Linked DNA regions of Mus musculus: all the other regions are linked to region 2. A link is a contact called in public Hi-C and promoter capture Hi-C data. All regions are on one chromosome and are shown on one strand. Each heading gives the region's core, a stretch centred on a gene start, on an enhancer-like site or on the middle of the called end of the contact. The rest is flanking DNA. Distances are from core to core; before and after follow the strand shown. Region 1 holds the start of Ckap2 (cytoskeleton associated protein 2). Region 2 holds the start of Tti2 (TELO2 interacting protein 2). Region 3 holds the start of Lonrf1 (LON peptidase N-terminal domain and ring finger 1). Region 4 holds the start of Slc20a2 (solute carrier family 20, member 2). Region 5 holds the start of Atp7b (ATPase, Cu++ transporting, beta polypeptide).

Region 1 (2,700 bases), core at 55-2,554, 9.0 Mb after region 2:
TGTTTAAATGATGGGCGTCAAAGGTTAAGGCAGCATGCCTAAAAAGACAAACATAGACAAATTGTTCAACAGGAGTTGGTTTTGTTAGCATTCTGTCTAAGCTCCGCCCCACAGTTACCTGGCAATAGCCAGGCTTGCCTGACTCACTATGAGAGGGGCTGCTTGCTACCTCTGCCCTCTTCCCTCCTTTGCTCTCTCTTGTCTTCTTGCTCCTGCTCTGTCCTCTCACCCCTACTCCCCCTTGTCTACATGTGCTCTCAGCCAGCCTCTATTCCTCAACTCTCTCTGCCTTTCTCTGTCTCTAATACCCTTTTAACTCCCTTCCCCATTCCCTGAGTAAACTCTATTCTATACTATACCCATGGGCCTGCGGGGGCACCCCATACCTGACTACACATCCACCAAAACATATTCCTTCTTTCCTTTATCTTTTTATAACACACAATAGGTTTAACTTCACAGAATTATATCCTGCCTTGAAAGAGCAGAGGGTTATATCCTCAGTTTTCTTTTTCTTCTGTCTCCTACACTTGTTTGCATTTCACAAATGCATATATAAATGCACAGAAAGGGCTGGGCATAGAGTTGTAATCTTAGCACTCAGGAGGTCAAGGAAGACTGCAAGTGAGTTCTAGGCCAGCCTGTGCTACGTAGCAAGATTTTCAATAAAATAACAGCACAAAGGTAGATCTCAACTTAAGATTTTGTTTGCAAAGTCGGGCAAGTGGTGGCACACGCCTTTAATCCCAGCATTTGGGAGACAGAGGCAGGTGGATTTCTGAGTTCGAGGCCAGCCTGGTCTACAGAGTGAGTCCCAGGGCAGCCAGTGCTATACAGAGAAACCCTGTCTTGAAAAACCGAAAAAAGAAAAAAAAAAAAAAAGGTTTTGTTTGCAAGCTGTGCAAACACGAGACACCTAACATCTGAGCTCATCATCTCGCTTGCGAGGTATAATCGCAACCTAATTCTGTTAAGCAGCTCCAAAGATCATTCGGGAACTTGTCCTCAGGGAAAGCAATGAGCCTTATCCCTAAGGAGCGCACCAGCATTTGACAGGTGCAGTCACTGCGGTCCTTTGGCTTCCTCTGGGCTGTGTCTGAAGACATGTCCTGACTTGTCAAGCCTGGTCCTGCTATATCCTGAGGATTCAACAAGCCCGCTCCAACGGCGTCATCCATCCAGTTGGGAGAGCTTTGTTCGATTTTGAAATTTCTCGCCGGCTGCCAAGTCTCTGGATTCTGGGACGGCCCCGCCCCTCGCCTGGGCCCCGCCCCTCCGCGCTCATTGGTCCGTTCAATCCACGCCGGCGCCGAGGCGCGCTCATTAAGCGATGGCAGAGTCCAGGAAACGCTTCCTTGGCAGGGCTGCGAGGAATCCCTTGCCGGTGACCCGGGACCTGCAGCTGCCCCCGACCAGGCGAGACCAGCCGGCCTTCCGAGGTGAGCGATGGCACGGGGCCTCGGCCGCTAACTCTCTCTGAGAGCCCAGGCCGCTGCCGAGGGTAGCGCGTGGCTCGGCTCCTGCCGGGGCCAGCGGTTTATCTTCGGGGTCTGAGGGCGGGGGCGGGGCTGCCCGGACCCCCGACTGCGCCTGCGCGCGCGCTCGCTAGCTCCCGGGTTCTCCTATCTCTGTGCTTGGAACGTGGAGGTGAGGCTGGGACTGTTTGCATGATGTCCTGGACGTTTTGGAAAAATGGAGTTGAATGGTCTGCAGCAAGAATGTGGAAAACTTATGTAAGTTGGTCAGAATTTGGCGACTGGTATCAGATCTCTCTACACAGTTGTTTCTGGAACCCTATATTGAAATGTGTTCCCTGCAATTTTCACTCGATTAGGACATTTGATGCTATTTATTTATTTATTTATTTATTTGGGAGGATGAACCTCAGAGCTTTGTATACGCTAGGCAAGTATTCTATCATTGAGCACAAGCTAGAGTCCTGAGAGGAGGGAACCTAAACTGAGAAGATGTTTCCACAAGATCAGGCAGGCTGTAGGCCAGCCTGTAGGGCATCTTCTTAATTAGAGATTGATGGGAGAGGGAGGGCCCCGCCCATTGTGGGCGGTGCCACCCCTGGGCTAGTGGTCTTGAGTGCTATTTAAAAACAAAAACAAACAAACCAGGCAGAGCAAGCCTTGTAGCTACACTTCTTCATGGCACCAAGTTCCTGCCCTAACTGCTTTTGATGATGAGCTAACTGTACTATGGAGATATTAGTAAATGAACCCATTCTTCCCCAAGTTGCCTTTGGTGAGAGTGTTTTCATCACAGTAATAGTAAGCCTAAAACAGCACCTTGCATGTAATTTCTGATTCATGGGATCATTTGTCTAAATTGAGAAATCTCCTATTGTGTTGTTATAGGAATAATCTCTTTTCCCAGGGAGGAGACACTCCACACCCTTAGTGGTTACTCTTTAAAGCTCTTTAGTAGAAGTTGTTCGCTCTGGCTAGCACCCAAGGAAGAGCCAGCCCTGAATACGAGACTTCATTGGCTTTTTAAACACTTTAGACTGGTGCTTTCTTGTCGCTTTGGTTTTTGTTGTTGTTTTGAGACAGGGTTTCTCTGTAGCTCTAGCTGCCTGGAACTTGATCTGTAGACCAGGCTGGCCTTGAACTCAAGAATGTCTGCCTCTGCTTCCTGGGGTAGGCTTGTGCATTTTACACTACTCTCATCCTTAAATCTCTTTTAGATCCCAGC
Region 2 (2,700 bases), core at 4-2,503:
CGGTCCTTAAGAAATCTATTATCTCAGCACCCCTATCTGTCTGATAATAGTGAAAAGAGCATTACTCACTTATTCAAATGGGGCTTAAGAAGCCCCAAGACCACAGCAAATCTCCCTCGATCGTCTTCATTTTCTCCGCATAGGAATCCTGCCACAGAACTGCACTCAGTAACTCTAAGCAATAAAGACAGCACCTCACCAGCAACATGCTGAGATGCTGGACTGGTCCATGGCTGCTTCAATCTGTGAGTGATGGCAAAAATATACACGGGTCCTGACATGTGACGGAGGCCTGTCTTCCACGCAGGGCAGTCGGGAGAACTCTTGGCAGCTTCAACCTTCCCCAACAGCTTTAGAAACAGTGAGCCAACTTCAGTCGCCTTCTCGGGCACTTCGGGATGCTCTTCGACCCCATCTGCCTTCTCCTCGGGTGCTGCGAACTTCTCCAGGGCTCTCACCACCTGCCCCAGGATCTCGGGCATCCCCCGGAGGGATCCCCCACTCCCACTCCCCTCAAAGAATCTGTCACCTTCGGCGGCTTCTATTAAAGCGCCGAGGTCTTTAAGAGCCGCATTTCTTGCGCCGCCCTGTCCTGATGACTTTGGGCGGCTGAGACGGTTCAGAATCTTGGAGAAGGCTGGTTCGAGGGCCGGGGGAGAGCCCTCTGCAGGCAGGGAGCAGCCGACCCCCGACTTCTCTTCGGCACTGTCCAGCTTCATTCCTAGTCGCACCGGAGGGGCTGGGCTCGCCCCCCCCGCCCCCCCCGGGGGGGGACAGAGACCAAATGGGGATGGTGTCTGGAGTCTCGGAGGGAAGGTCGTCCGGGGCTCGGTGTCCCCCAACGAACAGAACTAAAACCAGGCACAGCTAAAAGGCGAGATGTCTCACTGTCTTGACGCAAGGATCGAGTGTCAATCCACCCAGTAAAGTGGCTGTAAGAAGAGAGCCTCAAGCCGGGCAGTGGTGGCGCACGCTTCAGGAGGCAGAGGCAGGCAGATTTCTGAGTTCGAGGCCAGCCTGGTCTACAGAGTGAGTTCCAGGACAGCCAGGGATACACAGAGAAACCCTGTCTCGAAAAAAAAATAGGAGAGCCTCAAGCTCCTAACACGTAGCGAAATTTGTCTTTCCGAAAACTCAAAAAAGAAAAAAAAAACAGTTAATTTTAAAGACAAACTACTGAACCGTGACACCAAAAAGGCTCCCGAAACCAAGCGCTCTTCCAGTACGGTAGCTGTATTCCGCAACTTCCGGCCCTGGAGAGCATTGTAGCCGTAAAGCAAAACTAACTTCCGCCAGCGGAGCCGCAACGCTTCTTTTTACGACTCGCGACCAGAAAGCAACAAACAGTCCGTCAGAGAAGGAAGGGGTAAAAGGTGGAGCATGAAGGATATATTTGCATAACTAAGCGTTCGCTCATTAAGTTTGTTCCTGATTTCATCTGCTAGGCTAGAAACAAGAGAATTCTCGCAAAATCCTAGTAACAGTTTGAAATTGTACTAGATTTTGTGTGCAAAAGCTAAATAGAGCGGCAGCATATTAGTCACCCTCTTTGAAAAACTGGTGAGACTTACTCGATACTTCGCAAGCTAACAGTAAGGCCGATCCTTTCTGGTTCATAAAGCGTGATGATTGGGTGTTCACGCCATTGCGTGACATGTGCCGCCCATAAACCTTGTTACGACGTGGGCACATTACCCGTCTGACATGAACTTAGGAGGATCCTCCACTTCTGGTTCTTGTGTAGATTAGAGTTATGCCCTGTTTTTTACTTCTTGGTTCAGTCAGGTAGGATTACTGGTTAGGTAGTGGAAAGTGTCCAGGGTACCTGGGACTAATACATTATTACTAAAGTACATTCCATTCCTAAGAGAAACTGAAAGTGACAGAGTTATGCTTCTTACAAGTCGCTCTGGTACAATTCACTTCTTTCTAAGAAAAATTGTTTTATTAAGTTATTACTCTGATGTGTATAAATGCTTTGTTCACATGCGTATATGTGTACCTGGTGCCCCCCCTGGTCCCCGCGGAAGCCAGAAAACAGTGTCCAGTTCTCTGAACTTGAATTTCTGGAGTTTGTTAGCCATGGCATGTTCTTAACTGAACCATCTTTCCACTCCAAGACATGCTCTTCTTAGTGTTACACTATTTGCCACTACACTACCAGTGATGCCTGTGTGGCTTTTTTTCCCCCCTTCACTTCTCTGTGTGACCTCTTGCAAACGGCAATAGCTCAGATCTCTATGTCTTAATTTCTGTATTGGGGAAACAAATGTAGATAATTACTGGTCCCCATCTCTTAGGACTGTTGGGACAATTTTTAATGTACATAAATGCCGGGAACAATATCTGATCAGCATAAAGTTCATAGAGGTGTTAGTTCCCATTGTTATGCAACAGCACCAACATTAATTTACATTTCTTCTTTCCAAGAAAATCTGGTGATTAGAATTCTAACTCGGAACCTCTTTCTTCTGGCTTTTCCCACTCTGACCAATTGGTGGCACTCTGATCAATCACTGCTAACCACTTCCAAGAGAAACCTTCCCTTAACAAAAGCAGCTTGAGGCCAGTCAATAAGAGGTTATTGTGTCTGTACTGTGTGGGACGTTTCTTTTCTGTAGCATGTGCCCTTTGTGTCCAGTGGATCCAGACGCCTTTCAGACTTGAGGAGTGCTCTGTATTGTTGAGATCTCTCGCTGG
Region 3 (2,700 bases), core at 50-2,549, 5.1 Mb before region 2:
TCTTTTCTGAGGTTTGCTTATTGTGTAGCAGAAAGACGCTTTCAAACCTTTGTCACCTGTTCTGTGTAAGCAGGATCTCGTGTGTTTGCAGACCTCGTGTAAAAAAAATTGAAGAAAGATAACTGTTGATTAAACATTATATACGATATTATCACCGTGAGAAGATCTTAAAATCTCTTTGTAATACTGACTGTATGATTTCAGACAAATATATTTCCTTTCCTGTTACCAAGTATTTGAAAAAGAACCAAAAGCCTTAAATCTCTTCCTACATTTTCCACCCAGTACTCTGTAATCAAACCTATAAATATTTCCATTGAGAATATTAAACTGGATGCTGTCACATTTAAAGGAACTAGAATCCATTACATACGAGCCAAACTGTCTTCAGTCGACAAAGCTGCGGAATGCTTGCATTGTAGTGATCTGGTTTCTGCCACAGGGAAAATGTTTTTCTTCTATATTCTCATTTAAAAACCTTTAAGCAACTGTGGGTTCGTGTGTATGAAGGTTGTGGAGCCCATCTGAGGAACCTGGAGACTTTCACTCTCTAAGGTGTGCTTTGTTTATTTAATAGTTTAATGGGGGGGGTTGGTGTATTGCACTTTTTAAATTAAAATTTAAAGGTCACTCACAAAGTATCGGGCTTCTTTTGGACAGTTCATTTCTTCGTTTGAACTCTTAATAAACTTTATCACAAGTCAGCACTAACCAAAGGAAGTGGTCTCTGGACGTGGAATGTGTGTGTGTATAAAGTTGGCAGATTTCAGTTTTAAGTCTCAAAGTAATCACACCGTGCATTCACAATCCCTTTGCCTGTTCTGGCCGGCCGTAACCCAGGGCATCTAGACCCACCCAAAGTTTCCTTTCTATGGCCAGGAGGAGTCGGAGTACCTACTCAGGTGCTGCAGGTTTGGGGTCACAGCACTGCTGGTGCACATACGAACTGCACAGCGCCCAAGTTATAGGCCTGGGGATGGACCTCGGTTACAAGAGGTGTCAGCTCGAAGGCCGCCCAGGAGACTTCGGGCTTTGTTCAGTCACGAGCCAAGCCCTCCTCGTCAGAGAAGCCAATTAGATCCCCGCTGGGGATCATCTGATCTCACGTCCCTCTCCAGGAGGGGCTCAGAAAGGGCGGGACCAGCCGGCCAGCTCTGGTGAACTAGGAGGCCGGCCGCATGTCGGGAGGCCGGGCGCAGAAGCCAAGGCCCGCCCCGCTCCGCCTCGCTAAGCCTCGCCCCTCCTCTGTAGGCCCCGCCCCCAGGGGCTCCCCGGGCGCGCGCCGCCCCGCCATGTCCGCGCGCCACGCCCCCCTGCTCGCCGGCCGCGTGCGGAGCCGCGCGCCCCGGAGGTTCCCGGACCGTGGCGGCGGGCGGCGGCGGCAGAGCAGCCCTGTGCGGGCCATGTCTTCTCCGGCCGTGGCGAGGGCGTCCCCGGGCGGGAATCGGGAGGCGTCCGGCGGACCGCGGAGCCGGAACGGGCCGTGGGAAGTGGGCGGCGGCGGCGAGCGGTTGGAGCGCGCGGGCGCGGAGTCGGGGCGCTGGGAGCTTCTGCTCCGCCGCGGAGAGCTGCTGGCGCTGGGCGGCCACCTGAAGGGAGCGCTGGAGGCGTTCGCGGCTGCGCTGCGCCGCGGGGCCCCGGCCAGGCCCGAGCGCCTCGGGTCGCTAGTGGACTGCCTGGTGTTCAGCTACCGGCTCCGCCACGGGCTGCGCTGGAGCGCGGCACCCGCGGCGGGCGCGGCCGGGCTGCTCAGCTGCCTGAGCTGCCGGGGCTTCCTAAGCGAGCCGGTGACCGTGCCGTGCGGCCACAGCTACTGCCGCCGTTGCCTACGGAGGGAGCTGCGCGCCCGCTGCCGCCTGTGCCGGGACCGCCTGCCACCCGCCGCCGCCGCCTCGGAGGGGACCCCGCGGCCGCCGCCCCTGGCCGCCGCCATCGCCGACTTCCGAACCAGCGTCGTGCTCAACCACCTGGCGGAGAAGTGGTTCCCGGGCCAGCGCGAGCGCGCGCGGGCGGCCGGCCGCCTCGGGGAACTGCTGCACGAAGGGCGCTACCGGGAGGCCCTGGCCGCCGCCTGCGACGCCCTGCGAGCAGGTGATGCGGGGCTGCGGTGTGGGGCCGGGCGAGCGGGGATCACGAGTGTGGGAGGGGGCGGCGCCCCGGGGTGCTTCGGTCACGGTGGGGATCGCCTGGGAGCTGCAAGTGACGCGGCGCGGGGAGGGGCGCGGATGCGAGGTTCCCTCGTGCGCGCGCCCAGCGGGGACCTGGGGCCGCGGAGCTTGGGCGCGGGGTGGGTGGGGGCCGCAGGCTTCCCTCAGTACTCTGGCCGGGAGCCCCAGCCGGGGTGGGGGCGAGCATCCCCGGGCTTGGCGGGAGCTCGGGGGATACCGTGTCTACCTTGGTCGTGCACTAAAGTCACCGGGGCAATTAGAAGCCGCGGGAGGGCAGAATTGCATAAGCTGGGTGGGGGGGCGTTGTGTAACGGGTGACGTTCAGTGGGCGTGGCGGGAGCCCGGCGCGGGCACCGGCATCGGGAGGCCCAGCGACGGCCCAACTCCGAGTTGGTGGCCGGCTGCCCCCGAGGTGGTCACCTCTTCTTACCTGCAGGATCTCTTGCTCCTGGAACCTCCTCCACCTGCCTGTCTCATATCCTGCTTCCTCCGCCCTCTGTGCTGCTCCCTTGTACCCCTGGTGTTGGTAGAG
Region 4 (2,700 bases), core at 38-2,537, 8.7 Mb after region 2:
TGAACTTCTTTCTAAAGCCACACTAATTTGCTAAGTTATTCTGTGATCAGCACCCTTATTTTCAGAAGAGAAACAACTATTTAAAGCCAACGTTCTACATAGTGGTGCGAGCTAATCAAACTTAAGTATTGAGAAACTGAACAATCTACGCCTATGTAAGAAGTTCCCCTTGAGAATGAACTGATATAAAACATCTATGAACATCTGGCACTGTCCCGGCAAACAGGCAGCAAACACCACGTGTACTACTCTTTCTAATTCTCTAACTTTAAACTCAAACTAAATGGTTTAAAAATTATATAAATGATTGTGTGTATAATATACGTAAACGCACATACACTGATACTACAAAAACATGTTACTGATCCTAAGGGAAGGTGAGTTTGTAATAGGCAAGACAACTTGTGAAAAGTTACAGTCTAATTATTTGCTCTTATCTCTGCACGCCAACTCAAGAGAACCGCTACACTGCGAGCAAGAATGGTAACAAGAAGTCAGATGATCCCGGAGAACTTGCCCTGCTGGAATTGCTAAGCCCTTAAGCACGTGGACAATGGGCCGCTTTATTTGCATGGCCGCACTAACCTGGGGGGACCGACTGATCGGTTTAATGGCGAAACTGCACTCACTCATTAACGATCACCACCTGCCTCACCCTGGAAAACGTAACCTTATTCAAGTCCCCCCACGCAAATGGTGTTTTTCTTTTTTGTTCTTTTTCTTTTAAAAACACCCTAGCCATTCAAGCAAAGATGCGAGAGAGCAGTCGCCTCGGCCTCACAGCCGGGAAGATGAGGAGACCGAGAACCCAGCCAGCCAGCTTCGTCCCGGGAGCACGCGCAGACACCCCGAGACCGCCCCACCGCGGAGGAGCCTCGGCGCCCTCCGGCCTGAGCCCGCCGCTTCCCGCCCGCGCCGACCCGGGCCGCGGCGCGCGGAGAGACGCACCGCCGCGCTGCACCGCGCTGCGCTCGGCTCCCGCCACACGCGGCACGCGGTGCCGCCGCGGCGTCGGGCTCCGATCCCGCACAGAGGGAAGGAAGAAAAACCAATAACAAAACCTGGCTTCTCGTTCCCTCCGGAAACCGCGGGCCGGCAGGAAGTGACGAAGGCGAGGTCGTCCGGTCCGCTGGGTCTCGGCCCGCGCTCCCCGCCCGACTCCCGGAACAGCCCGAGCGGAGCGGAGCGGCTCGGCGCGGCGGCCTCCGCACCTCAGCAGCCGCCGAGCGCCCGCCCGCCCGCTCTCCCGCTCGCTCGCCCGCCCGCGCGCGGCTGCGTCACCGCCCCGCCCCCGTCCCGGCCCCGCCCCGTCCCGTCCAGTCCGGGCCCAGCCGCGGGCTGCGAGCTGCTGCGGGTCAGATCCCGACCTGGGTGTCTCTGCGGGCGGAGTGAGCGGGGCGGCTGCAGCGTGCCTAGGGTCCCCGGAGCCCGCAGAGACGCCGGCGGGAGCGTGCGGCGTCCCGTCGCGGGAGGACTGTCCTGTATGTCACCTGGAACAGATTGCACAGGCTCGGGGGAGGGGGGCGGCGGCTGGAGGAGGCCAGGTTTGGGCGTCAGATCTGTGTGCCACCTCTGCGCCTCCCGTTCCCCGGGTCCCTGTGGCCTTGGGATCTCAGAGCCACCACTGTCACCTGTTATTGAGTTGCAGTGCGTCAAAGCAGGATGGGTGCAAAAAGAAAAAAAAAATTACTCGAACGTGTACTGCGCAGTCCACAGGCCTCAGCTATGCTCCGTCCTCTAGGATGGGGTGAAAGCCTGTGACCTTGTTCCCGTCTGTTTTAGGACCTCAAACGTCGCAGTGCTTCAGAGAGTCAGGAGAATGAATCTTCCCCTCATGGTGTTTGGGTTCCGTTGTTAGAAATTATGTGTAGTCTGAATTTCCGTGAGAGAGTAACAAAAGTCCCACGTGAGAGGCAGAAAATAGCATTCCAAGCGAGGTGGCAGGTTCTAGAACGGAGTGGACAAACTTTAAAACTTAGGATAATGTCTCATGATTACCTGAAAAGGATTTTGTCACCCAAAAGGAGGTCAGCCTTAAACTAAATCCCGATGGATGCGTTTTTTGATGTCATGATCTCTTAATATGCGTGTTTAACCTGCAGCTTAAATCAGCTCCATCTAGCTAGCATCTTTCTAATGCAATAATAGTTTAAACATTACATCACCGGACAGCTGAGGGAAGATGTCAGTTTTCCCATAAGAGCCCAGAATGTCACTCTCAGCATCAATCTACTAGAGCATTAACTTGCCTGAAATGAACCAACCCCTGGACATTTTACTTTAGACTGAAGGGGAAAGGCGCATATCCTCACACTTGGTTAGGTTACACAAAGTGCGTGGGAGGCGTGGTTAAAGTACCTCCATGTCTGCACTGTGGACTCTGAACTCTCCATTCCTGACTCTTCCAAAGCGTGGCCTTGATGGTGTCAGGACTAGCAGGAGAGGCCTAGCTTCAGTGCAGACCCTTTAAACTGTGGGTCTAAGGAAACTCATCCACCCAGGACCTGTGGAGCAGCGGTGTTATTGCATACTATGGATGGTTTTATAGAATCTGTTTTGCCATCCTGGGTCAGCAATGGTTAGAAAAGCTTTTTCTAAGTATGATTAAAGTGTAATATAGTAGGAAGCCATCAATCTCTGGGTAGAAGTATATTATTCACACCATGGCAGGTGGACAGGGTTGTGTCGAAAACCTTCGCA
Region 5 (2,704 bases), core at 46-2,545, 9.1 Mb after region 2:
CTGGCAGCATTCCATTTATCGGGAAAAGGCCAAGAATGTGCTAGAACAAACTAGCCTATTCATATTTTTAGCAATCACTACAGACCTTGAAGCAGACAGCTCAGAAAGGAAGATGTAATACAAACTCTGGCAAGAATGCATGTATCCACTGCTCTTCAGAACGCTATTTCGCTAGCTATAAATGTTCAACCTGAACAAAAACACATATGAACTTAGGTAGGCTTTCATAGGGCAGAAACAACTTTTGAAATATGGAACTATTACAATAGTAGTGACCACCGGGTGGTTAACATTCCTGTTTATTTCTACCAACTTTATGTAATTCTTACATAAGAAACGATATGTATCTCAAAGGCAAAACCAATATATTTACAACTTTAAACATCAACCAGGAAAGAAGAAATCAACAGATGGTCAAGTAGCAGAGAGTCAACCAACTGGTTTACGAAGCAGCAGGTAGCCAGTTAAGGAAAACAGCTGATCGGCATGCGAAACAACCGAGGTAAACCGAGGCACGAAGAAAGCGCTTCTACAGACTTTATCTGGACTGCCTCCAAACCCTCCACGCCCTCGTGAGCTCAGGCCACCAGATCCTCACCGCAGCACGGCGTACACGCACCAGCTCCCAGTGTCCGCCGCCATCTTATCCCACCCTCCCCTCTCACAGCCCGGAAGCGCTTGCCTGTTCTTCTATCCTATTGGCTCCTGAGGAAGCGTGTGCCGTTAGCCACGCCCCCCGCTTACACGCCTTCCTGCAGGTTGCCTAATAGCCGCTTCCCACAGGCGGGGCGCACACGGGCCCATCCCACTTGGGCCACGCCGCTGCGGTGGCGGTGGTGGGGCGTGGCTTGTGATGGACAGCCGGCTCTCTCGCCCCTCCCACCCCACTCGCCCCGCCCACTTCGCTCCCCCCCCTCCCGTCTGGAAGCCCCCTTGAGGGCGCCCAGCCCTGCCCCCACCGCGGCGCTGCCAGCCGGTTGGGACCCAATGGGAGGTCCGGGCGGGCGACGAGCTAATCTTCCAGTACAGAGTCCGCTCTTTCAGAGGTGTCGGCGAGTCCCCAGCGGCCGCAGTAGCGGGGCGCGGGGTGGAGAGGGGGCTGCGCTGGAGCGGGCGTCCTGAGACTGTGGTCCTCGCTGCACCCTATCTGCAGCGCACCGCGGACCTCGCTGTCCGTAGTCCGCAGCGCCGGGGCTGGGAGATCTGAGCCCTGTGTTCCCCAGGAACCACGGATGCGCTTCTTCGCGCCTCCTCTCCCTGGCTTGTAAAGTCGCCCTTCCCTCCCCCCAACCAGGTGACCTTTGGGCTCGGGGATGGATCCCAGGAAGAACTTGGCGTCTGTGGGGACGATGCCTGAACAGGAGAGACAGGTCACAGCCAAAGAGGCCAGTCGGAAAGTAAGTTTCCTTTGCCTGACCGCAGCGTGTACGCACCTGCTCAAAGCGCTTTTCTCCTCGGTTCCTCCAGGGCTCGTGACTGTGGACACGTACCCCTGAGAACCCGGGAGGAAAACCCTCTAGATCAAGGGTGCCACTAGCCCTCTGGTGTACAACGATTTCGAGCCCAGAACTTTCCCCGGTCCTTATTAAAGAGCTCTTGAGCGTGGGCTTGCTGTATAAAAACTCTAGTTGCTCCTGGGAGTGCTAATACCTCGCTAATGCCTGGCTAATGCTCCTCAAAAGGTCTACATCCAAGTCCTGTACCTTGAAGGCATTCATTTAATAATACAGGGGGTTAATTAATGCAGCCTCTTAGAGATGCAAACAGCGTAGAATATTTAACATGAAAAGCAGGTCTGTTTTTCTTTTCTTCATGTGCGTTTTCAATCAACAAATACTTACTGAAACTTGTATAGGTCGCAGGCATATGATGAATTCTTGAAGATTTGTGCATTGTTTTAAAATATTTTGTCTAGCTTAATTGAAATCACGTTTTATGTTCTCGGAACTTTTTTTTTCCAATTAGTTATACTTTGTAGATTGTTTCCCAGAGTGTCATAGGTGTTCCCCATAGTCTGTTGGTGGTTCCCTCTTGGGTGGTCATGGCGATTGCTTCCTTTCTTTCCCAGTTGACGTGATCTTTGCACTTGAATTGTTGTGTGTGTGTGTGTGTGTGTGTGTGTGTGTGATGGAGGTTAGGGGCATCTTGCTGGACTTAGTGCTGCTTTTCCCACCATGTGTGTCAGTGTGTCGGGTCGTCGGGTTTAAAAGCTAGTGCCTTTACCCACTGAGCCATCTTGCCCTACTTGTACTTGAGTCTTTTTTTTTTTTAAAGCATTTATTTATTTGTTTTATGTGTATATGGGGAAGAATGGAGGGGGAGAGAATCTAGGCGTGAGAGGTCAGCAGAAGACGTCCAGGAGTTGGTTTTCCCTCCTTTCAGCAAACAGGTCCTAGGGCTTCAAGATTGTGTGCATCCACTCATCGAGCCATTCAACTGGCCTTACACTTGGTTATTGACATCGAATTTAATACTGGGCGTATTTCTTTAGGTCTGGATTGCTGGATTGGAGCTTGCTCCTTTTGTTCAGGTCTCTGAAACTAATTAATCCAGCAGTTTTATCCAGCGTCCCTTGTTAGTGAAATTCATGTAGACTCTGGTGTGTAGGAATGAGAGGGGTGTAGGTTAATGGACAGGCAGGGAGAGAGGTGGCTGAGTAGGTGTGAAGACAGCCCACACCGGGTAGGGGTGGCCAGAGCAGAGA

What was found. Promoter capture Hi-C pulls out the DNA fragments that hold promoters and counts their contacts. A called contact is a pair of places that touch in the nucleus more often than the background predicts.
Region 1: a Hi-C map of B cells shows a contact between it and region 2, with 5 read pairs. The contact joins the promoter of Ckap2 here to the promoter of Tti2 in region 2. A contact is called at or near these places in 1 of 39 promoter capture datasets (cranial neural crest) and 1 of 484 Hi-C or Micro-C datasets (B cells).
Region 3: a promoter capture Hi-C map of pre-B cells shows a contact between it and region 2. The contact joins the promoter of Lonrf1 here to the promoter of Tti2 in region 2.
Region 4: a contact with region 2 is called in a promoter capture Hi-C map of pre-B cells. The contact joins the promoter of Slc20a2 here to the promoter of Tti2 in region 2. A contact is called at or near these places in 1 of 39 promoter capture datasets (pre-B cells) and 1 of 484 Hi-C or Micro-C datasets (B cells).
Region 5: a Hi-C map of B cells shows a contact between it and region 2, with 6 read pairs. The contact joins the promoter of Atp7b here to the promoter of Tti2 in region 2. A contact is called at or near these places in 1 of 39 promoter capture datasets (pre-B cells), 3 of 484 Hi-C or Micro-C datasets (B cells, CD8 T cells and the G1E-ER4 cell line) and 1 of 9 other capture datasets (liver).

The regions. Positions count from the first base shown.
Region 1 is chr8:22,184,423-22,187,122 of GRCm38.p6, reverse strand. Ckap2 (cytoskeleton associated protein 2) reads left to right here and starts at 1,304. Exons shown (of 9, transcript NM_001004140.2): 1 at 1,304-1,439. The coding sequence starts at 1,331. Gm29878 (a long non-coding RNA gene) reads right to left here and starts at 1,095. Exons shown (of 2, transcript XR_378798.3): 1 at 1,044-1,095; 2 at 1-38.
Region 2 is chr8:31,148,869-31,151,568 of GRCm38.p6, reverse strand. Tti2 (TELO2 interacting protein 2) reads right to left here and starts at 1,253. Exons shown (of 7, transcript NM_144927.3): 1 at 70-1,253. The coding sequence starts at 719. It overlaps Snord13 (small nucleolar RNA, C/D box 13), which reads left to right and starts at 1,611; the gene lies at 1,611-1,708.
Region 3 is chr8:36,247,958-36,250,657 of GRCm38.p6, reverse strand. Lonrf1 (LON peptidase N-terminal domain and ring finger 1) reads left to right here and starts at 1,299. Exons shown (of 12, transcript NM_001081150.2): 1 at 1,299-2,091. The coding sequence starts at 1,404. Gm35712 (a long non-coding RNA gene) reads right to left here. Exons shown (of 4, transcript XR_870368.3): 1 at 2,599-2,700.
Region 4 is chr8:22,475,287-22,477,986 of GRCm38.p6, reverse strand. It overlaps Slc20a2 (solute carrier family 20, member 2), which reads right to left and starts at 1,287. Exons shown (of 11, transcript NM_011394.3): 1 at 1,062-1,287. Smim19 (small integral membrane protein 19) reads left to right here and starts at 1,108. Exons shown (of 4, transcript NM_001146117.1): 1 at 1,108-1,481.
Region 5 is chr8:22,058,665-22,061,368 of GRCm38.p6, reverse strand. It overlaps Atp7b (ATPase, Cu++ transporting, beta polypeptide), which reads left to right and starts at 1,295. Exons shown (of 21, transcript NM_007511.2): 1 at 1,295-1,397. The coding sequence starts at 1,314. Alg11 (asparagine-linked glycosylation 11 (alpha-1,2-mannosyltransferase)) reads right to left here and starts at 648. Exons shown (of 4, transcript NM_001243161.1): 1 at 599-648. The coding sequence starts at 642.